Regions from separate parts of the Sus scrofa genome. Here region 2 is linked to region 1. The links are chromatin contacts, called in public Hi-C maps. All regions are on one chromosome and are shown on one strand. The core of a region is the stretch at or near the end of the contact, and the rest is flanking DNA. Distances in the headings are between cores, read along the strand shown. Region 1 overlaps LOC100512907 (a long non-coding RNA gene). Region 2 has its middle 62 kb from the start of PRL.

The links. Hi-C and Micro-C count contacts between places; a contact is called where the count stands out from the background.
Region 2: a contact with region 1 is called in a Hi-C map of embryonic fibroblasts, with 3 times the contacts expected there. The contact joins two enhancer-like sites. A contact is called at or near these places in 2 of 47 Hi-C or Micro-C datasets (embryonic fibroblasts and fibroblasts).

The regions. Positions count from the first base shown.
Region 1 is chr7:17,119,689-17,122,933 of Sscrofa11.1, forward strand. All of the region lies in intron 3 of LOC100512907 (a long non-coding RNA gene), which reads left to right. Among named protein-coding and RNA genes, the nearest start is that of SOX4, 230 kb to the left of the region's middle. Within about 2 kb of position 1,798, at least 30 of the 83 cell types and tissues checked have an H3K27ac peak or open chromatin away from gene starts, as enhancers often do. A contact at or near this core is called in embryonic fibroblasts, where this site is marked.
Region 2 is chr7:17,399,678-17,402,922 of Sscrofa11.1, forward strand. No RefSeq gene overlaps it. Among named protein-coding and RNA genes, the nearest start is that of PRL, 62 kb to the right of the region's middle. Within about 2 kb of position 1,439, at least 2 of the 83 cell types and tissues checked have an H3K27ac peak or open chromatin away from gene starts, as enhancers often do. A contact at or near this core is called in embryonic fibroblasts, where this site is marked.

The sequences.
Region 1 (3,245 bases), core at 548-3,047:
AGTGAGGCCGAGTAAAATCTCACTATTTCTGAAAGACTGAAACAAACCATCCTGGAATGTGAAGGTGTTCATTTTATAAAGAGAATGGAATCTTCCTCCGAACACCTGAGGTCCCAGAATGGGTTAGTAAAGATAGAATAGATGGGAAACATGATCTTCTTTTAAATGTTTCCATTTGTTTTGTGTGTTCGTTGGTTTTATAACATCCAGGTAAGTCTCAAGGTGAAGAAGAGGTCTATTGCTAAGACATCAGCGTTTCTATGATAGGGAGTAGCTGAAAGGGATCTAAAGGATGGCATAACTGACTTTTAGACAATCCAGAGCCACTCTTGTGAGCCGGGAGGAGTTGGGAAGAGTAGGTGTGTTGAGAGCTGGCTTAGCCCGGAGTTTTCTGTAGTTGCTTGAAGCTTAGAAAAACCAGAAGAAGAAAGTCCTTAATAGGAACTCATGCAAACCGGCTCCTCAGATTAGGCTGGGGCAGCCTTGTCAGATCTGTGACCCTCCCAGCTTGCTGTGCAAGGAAAATGATCTGGGTTAAAGGAATCATTCATTATTTTTTAACCTGCAAATTCCTCCTAACTCCTACCTCTGTAGCCGTTTAAACTCTGGTAAGGGGAGAAACTGATACCTAAGCACATGTAAGAAGATGAAGTCACTTATCGTGAAATGTCTTTAAACCTTTAATTATTATGAACAAAAGCTCTAGGTTCTTTGGAGCTTGGGGTGATGTTTTAGTTTTGTGGCCGTTGGAGTTTTTTGGGCTCTTAGATTGAGTCATCTTTTGAAGATCTAGAATAACATACCATCTACTACAAAGAAATGATGGCAGTGTTGGTCCTGACACACACACATTGGTATTCATAAAAGTATCTACAAGCTGCTTTATTTTGTTACTGCAGCAGGCCTGCAGCAAGTCTGTGCTGCCCAGGGACACTTGGAAGACAAGGTCACCATCCTGCTTTCGTGGGGCCATGGGCCTCTTCGGGCCAGTCCAAGGCTGAGGTACTAGACTCACAGTCATCCTGGTTCCTTAATGGAGACACTGCAGAAATGCAAAGAAACATGAGCTCTTGGCACCCAGTAGGTATTTAGCAAACGCTTGGAGGGTAGCCGATAGTAGGGGCATTGCTCATGGCAGAATTCTGCAGTAGGTGGTGGGTAATGCTACTTACCAGCCCAGCTGACACTGCCTCAGCTCACACTTTGTGATCCTGGGAGACAAGCTGCTGGCATTTACTCTTTGTTTGTAGGCTCAGCTTGGGGTAGGGGACTCTTGGCCACAGAGACTGAGTCTTGATCCATGGTGTCCCTCTTCTTTTGAAGGCTTTTTGTCATCTGAGGAGAGTTATCCTCTTGGTCTCTTGACCCAGTTTTGGCAAAGGATCGACAGTGAGCCTCATGCCCTGAAGGCCTCATACAGTTTAACTGGTATCAGGGCGCCGACTACATGCAAGCTACTCCCTCGCTTAAGAGCTTTAAAAATGAGATTTTTTTTTTTTCCTTTGAAATTTAAAAGAAAGTGGACTAAAAATGTGCTTGCTTTTCAACATAGATGGATTAGCTGGCATGGAGGGAAGGCCTGCCTTTGAAATCTATAGGCATCGTGTTGCAGGCCTGACCCCGTTGACCCTGGTGGATTAGTAATGGTCTACGCAGCCTGCTCTGTCAGCACGTCTGGCAGGGCTTGCACAGATGGTGCCAGTTGGAGAAAATCACCGCTGAACGTTGCACTGCAGCCTGGCTTTGGCCGAGGAGCTTTGGGAGGAGGAGCCGAGACTGGGTTTGTTTTCAGACGTGTTTCTGCCCAGCGTGTCGGAATCGACCTGCAAGGATGCCAGTCTGGGTGTAGGATGCATTTGCTGATTAGGACTTGAGTAATGCTCCCTTGTCATGGCTGAGGCCCTCCTGTGCTATCAAGCAGCTGGGGTTTCTAACAGTCTGTGGCCTTGGGGTTGTTCTGAAAGGGAATTTGAAACTAGAACTGACCTCATTGCAAGGAGGCAAGCATAATGCAATCCTTGTTTTCCTAGAGTCAATCAGCCTAAGGAAAATTCGAGTAGGCTGGAATGGGGGGCGGGGCACAGGGAGTCTTTAAAGTTTGAGTAATCACCTTAACGTGGGGGTAAAGAGAATTTTATTCTAGAGAGAAGCATACATGACCTCTGTCCTTGCAGCTGCCACCAGTGCCTGGGTCGTCAAGTGGTACCCTGAGAGTTTATAATTAACCCTCCTTGTGTTGGGATCAGTCATAGAAATGCTCCTTAAAGACACTGAGGAAAAGAACTTCATTGAGGTGTATGTAGTCTGTCCACAAAGTTGAACTGAGCTGAAACTGTAAGTCTGCTCTTCGAATGAGACCTTGTATTCTTGGAAAAATCTGCTCGGCCTTGCTTTGATAGTCCAGTATTAAGGAAGTGTATCCTCCTAAAATATTTGCATCTGAGCTATGTTTCAGCAGGTCGAGGCTGAACAGGCAAAAAAAAAAAAAAAAAAAAATCACCACTGCTGAACAGCAGGTGTGCAGCTGTCAGAAATGGCAGAGGGTCATTCAGTCAGTCAGTGGACTTTGACCATTTGTAACTTGATTTCGTGTTCTTTTTGTCACAGCTTGAAGTCCTCATCCAGGTTAGTTCTGGCTTTGCAACCTGTTACTGTTTAACAGACTGGTTGAACTCCTTTTGGGTTTGTTTTATGAAATATGTGGTTATTTCATTGTTGAAGAATTTTCCTCGGAGATGGTAATGTTGGGAGACGGGAGCTGCTTTTTTCAGTTCTTGCTTCAGAAAAGTTGACAGCGGCTTCCTGAAGGGCATTATTATTATTATTATTATTTTTTCCCCCAGTGACATAAGGAAGTGGATCCTGCATAGTGCATGCTAGTGCTTTCGAAATGGGCATATAGGGGCCTGGCCTGGGTGTGGGGAGTCGGGGCTCAGAAAGAAGGAAAAGGGCGTGACCTCCCGTGCATGGTGGGCGCACCTGCAGCACAGCAGTGCTTGCTGGAGTCTGGAAGGGAGAGCCTCAGGGAGGGTCTTTAATCTGACGGAAGTCTAGCTCTTCCTGGTTAATAGGGCATAGCTCAGGCCGGGATAGCTTTATGGACTAGACGTGAGGAAGGTCAAGGACTGCCAAGTGTGTGTGTGTGTTGGGGTGGGGAGGACACCGGGCGGGGGGTGATGAAATGCACTGGCAAGAGGAAGATGAGTTCAATTTTGAGCTGTTTGTACTTGAAATGTCCCTTAGGT
Region 2 (3,245 bases), core at 189-2,688, 280 kb after region 1:
TTTTTTCCCTTCTTTTTGGCCAAAATTTCCCCTCAGCTCTAGGGGAATGCAGACAAAGAATGTAAAATACATGAGTCAGTAGTATTGAGACAGATTACAATTTTAGTAATTAAATTAGTTTTTAAATGATTAAGGCTGGGTACAGTATATTAGTCTTAAAACTTAGGCTAAGTTCAGCGTCAATTTTGAAAAATTTATTTGGCTGCTACTCCCCAGTAATATTTAAATTTTTATTTATTGTCTTTCCATTGAAAAACTTGTGTGAGCAGAGAAAATCATTGAAAACCCTAAGTCCTGAAAATCAAGGAATATGGTTAATGATGTCTAGAATCTTGGAGGTATTAGTACTAACGAGGATAGGCTCTTGCGACATAGTGGGATGAGCCATGGACTAGAAATCATGGTACCTTCCACCAAACAGTGGTTTTGTTTTGGTTTTTAATTTACTTAAATTCTTTTTTTCTTTTCTTTTTAGGGCTGTACCTGTGTCATATGAACGTTTCCAGGGTTGGGGTTGAATCAGAGCTCCAGCTGCTGGCCTACACCACAGCCTTACAATGCAGGATCCAAGCGATATCTAAGACCTACACCACAGCTTGCAGCAATACTGGATCCCCAACCCACTGGAGTGAGATCAGGGATTGAACCCACATCGTCCTGGGTATTAGTTGGGTTCTTAATCCACTGAGCCATAGTGAGAACTCCCAAACAGTGGTTTTGAAAGAGCCCACTTTTCTGTGGGCTTTGGCTGCCTCATCCAAAAAATAATGAGATGGAATTTAGTGGTTTGTAAGGGTCCTTTTAGATTCTTATATCCTACAGCCTATCTTTTTCTCCCTCTATCTTTTCAAAGGTGGCTGAGGTTGAATGGGAACTGGTGCCTCCTTTTTTGTGTGTGTTATGTTATAAACTTTGCAGGCTGGTGCATGTGACTTCCCCTACTTCTGGTAGAAAGCAAACCCTGCTCTTAGGTTCTCTGAGGTGGAGTCCGTTTTTTTTCTCTGTCTAGTACCCTTATGATTTTATTAGGATATGCATTCCCTCTTTTGATATATGCTTCTTCTCCCTTCCCAGCCGAGTAGTTCTCCTGGTTCTTCCACGTTCTTAAATAATTCATCTCCTTTTTTTTTCCCCCCACAATGATTATGAAATCAAGCTGCTCCAACCCTAAGAGACTTTCCTCCTGATTATTCATGGTTGTTCTCAGAGACAGGCATGTGAACAACCAGGCCATCAAGATTTTTCCTATGATTGTTCAAACTAAACATGGGGAGGGGGGAAGGTATTTCCGCATTTGTGATGAAGGGAAATAGGAAGCAGGTGGCTTCACACTCTCTTGTTTCCTGCTACGTGGAGAAAGTTGGTCTGAGAGTGTGATGTGACACAGTGAGAAGCCAAGGCAAGAGATGAAAGAGATGGCCTTGGTGGTGTTTGAGTCTGTGGCCAGCTGAATCACTGCTTCCTGCAGTTACATGAGACTTCCAATACATTCCAGCTTTTGCTTAAGTTAGAGGTTAGGTTTCTGTGTTGCAACCAGGACGCATTACTGACTTTTAATTTCATACCCAATCAGATAGGAAAATTTGTAGTTCAAGAAGTAGTCACTTTTTTCTTCATCTTCCCACATACCTTTTTAAACTATCAAAATAATTGAGGACATATGGGAGGATTCTGGTATTAATTTGTATCAATCACATTTTAAAGTGGCTTACTATTGTTCTTGTTCATTCTGTGCCTTCTATTTCTTCTTCTGGTAATAGTCCTTTGCTCTCTGGCCCCAGAAATGGGGACTTGACTTAGGATGCCATGGTTATGGGTTTTTGTTTGTTTGTTTGTTTGTTTTTAATGCCTCTGGGCGCATTGATGAGTGATTAGTCCAAGGTGTGAGCACATAACCAAAGCCAGATCAACGAGGTTCTTCCCCTGGATTTTTTTTCAATTTGGAGCTTAGACTCTTAGGCCACAAAATTGCTATCCTGTGAGTCTGATAGGTCCATGGCTGTGTTGTCCACACACAGGATTGAAAAATACCTTCAGTGGGAGAGAATTAAGCTGATAGGCAGAAAAAGATAGAAATGTTGGAAAAGAAGATTAATACTGTGGAATTTCTGGTTCCAGTTATCGCCAGCTAGAGGCCCACTGTCACAGTCGGGTTCTTTAGAAGCAGATACTGAGATAGTGTTTGCCATGCTGGCTGTTTTTAGGGATCACTGTCCTTGAATTGTGTGTTGTGGGGGTCACATGTTATCTTGCAGATGAATGATCTCTGCATTGTTTTCAATCAAGGTAAGGATGCCAGCTCTTAATAATAATGTGTGGGCCACTTTTCTAGGCTCTAAAGTTGCAGAGCCCTTTGGGGTTCAAAATTTTGAGGGTCCTTTTCCCAGATGACCTCTGTCCCAAGTGAAAAGATCCTATTGTCCCAACCAGGTCATGCTCTTTATCTAACAGCCTGCATTGGCTGAGTATTTTCCTTGTTGGGAGTTTGGTTGTCCTGACTACTAAGCCAGAATCTAGTCCAGTTTTGTTTTCTTCCTGTTGTAGGATATAGACTCTTAGTGAGGAACCACAGAAGCCGTCTAGGTTTCATACTTGGTTTTCATTTTTTGTTAATCACCTGCCCTTTTCATTAATTTCTTCCAGAAGAATACTTTTCAGGGGAGATTCCAGGACCAGCAGTATCACTGTGTAACTTTTAAAAATATAATTTTTTTTAGACCCATATAAGACCTTCTTAATCAGAAAAATTGGATTGGAACTCAGACATCTGTGTTTTACCAAACAAGTCCTTTTGCTTCCTGGTGGTTGGAGAATCAAGATTTTAGAATGTCAGTCTCACTTAACAATAGCCATTGGATAACATTGTCTTCTTGGATACAAAGTCCTAACACCTCTCAAATACCTGATACATCCTACCAACTAGCGCTCCTGGTAGGCCACCCCTATTCAACACAACTGTGCTTTTTAATATTGAACCTTGAGCCAGGAGCTGTCTGGGCTCTACCTACCCAGTGACTGAGTCTTTTTTTTTTTTTTTTTTTTGCTAAGGCATGTTTAATTTAGGATTCTATCACTTTTCACTGAATGAATCATGATATACCTGAAAAACCTAGGAATACCTCTGAGGAGTGAATTTTATTGGCATTAATAATAATAATAATTTAGTATTACATAATCATGGAGTATGTTGCTACTTTCAAAGTGTTTCGTATGTTACTTCATGTGGCCATAACAAAAAAGCTGTG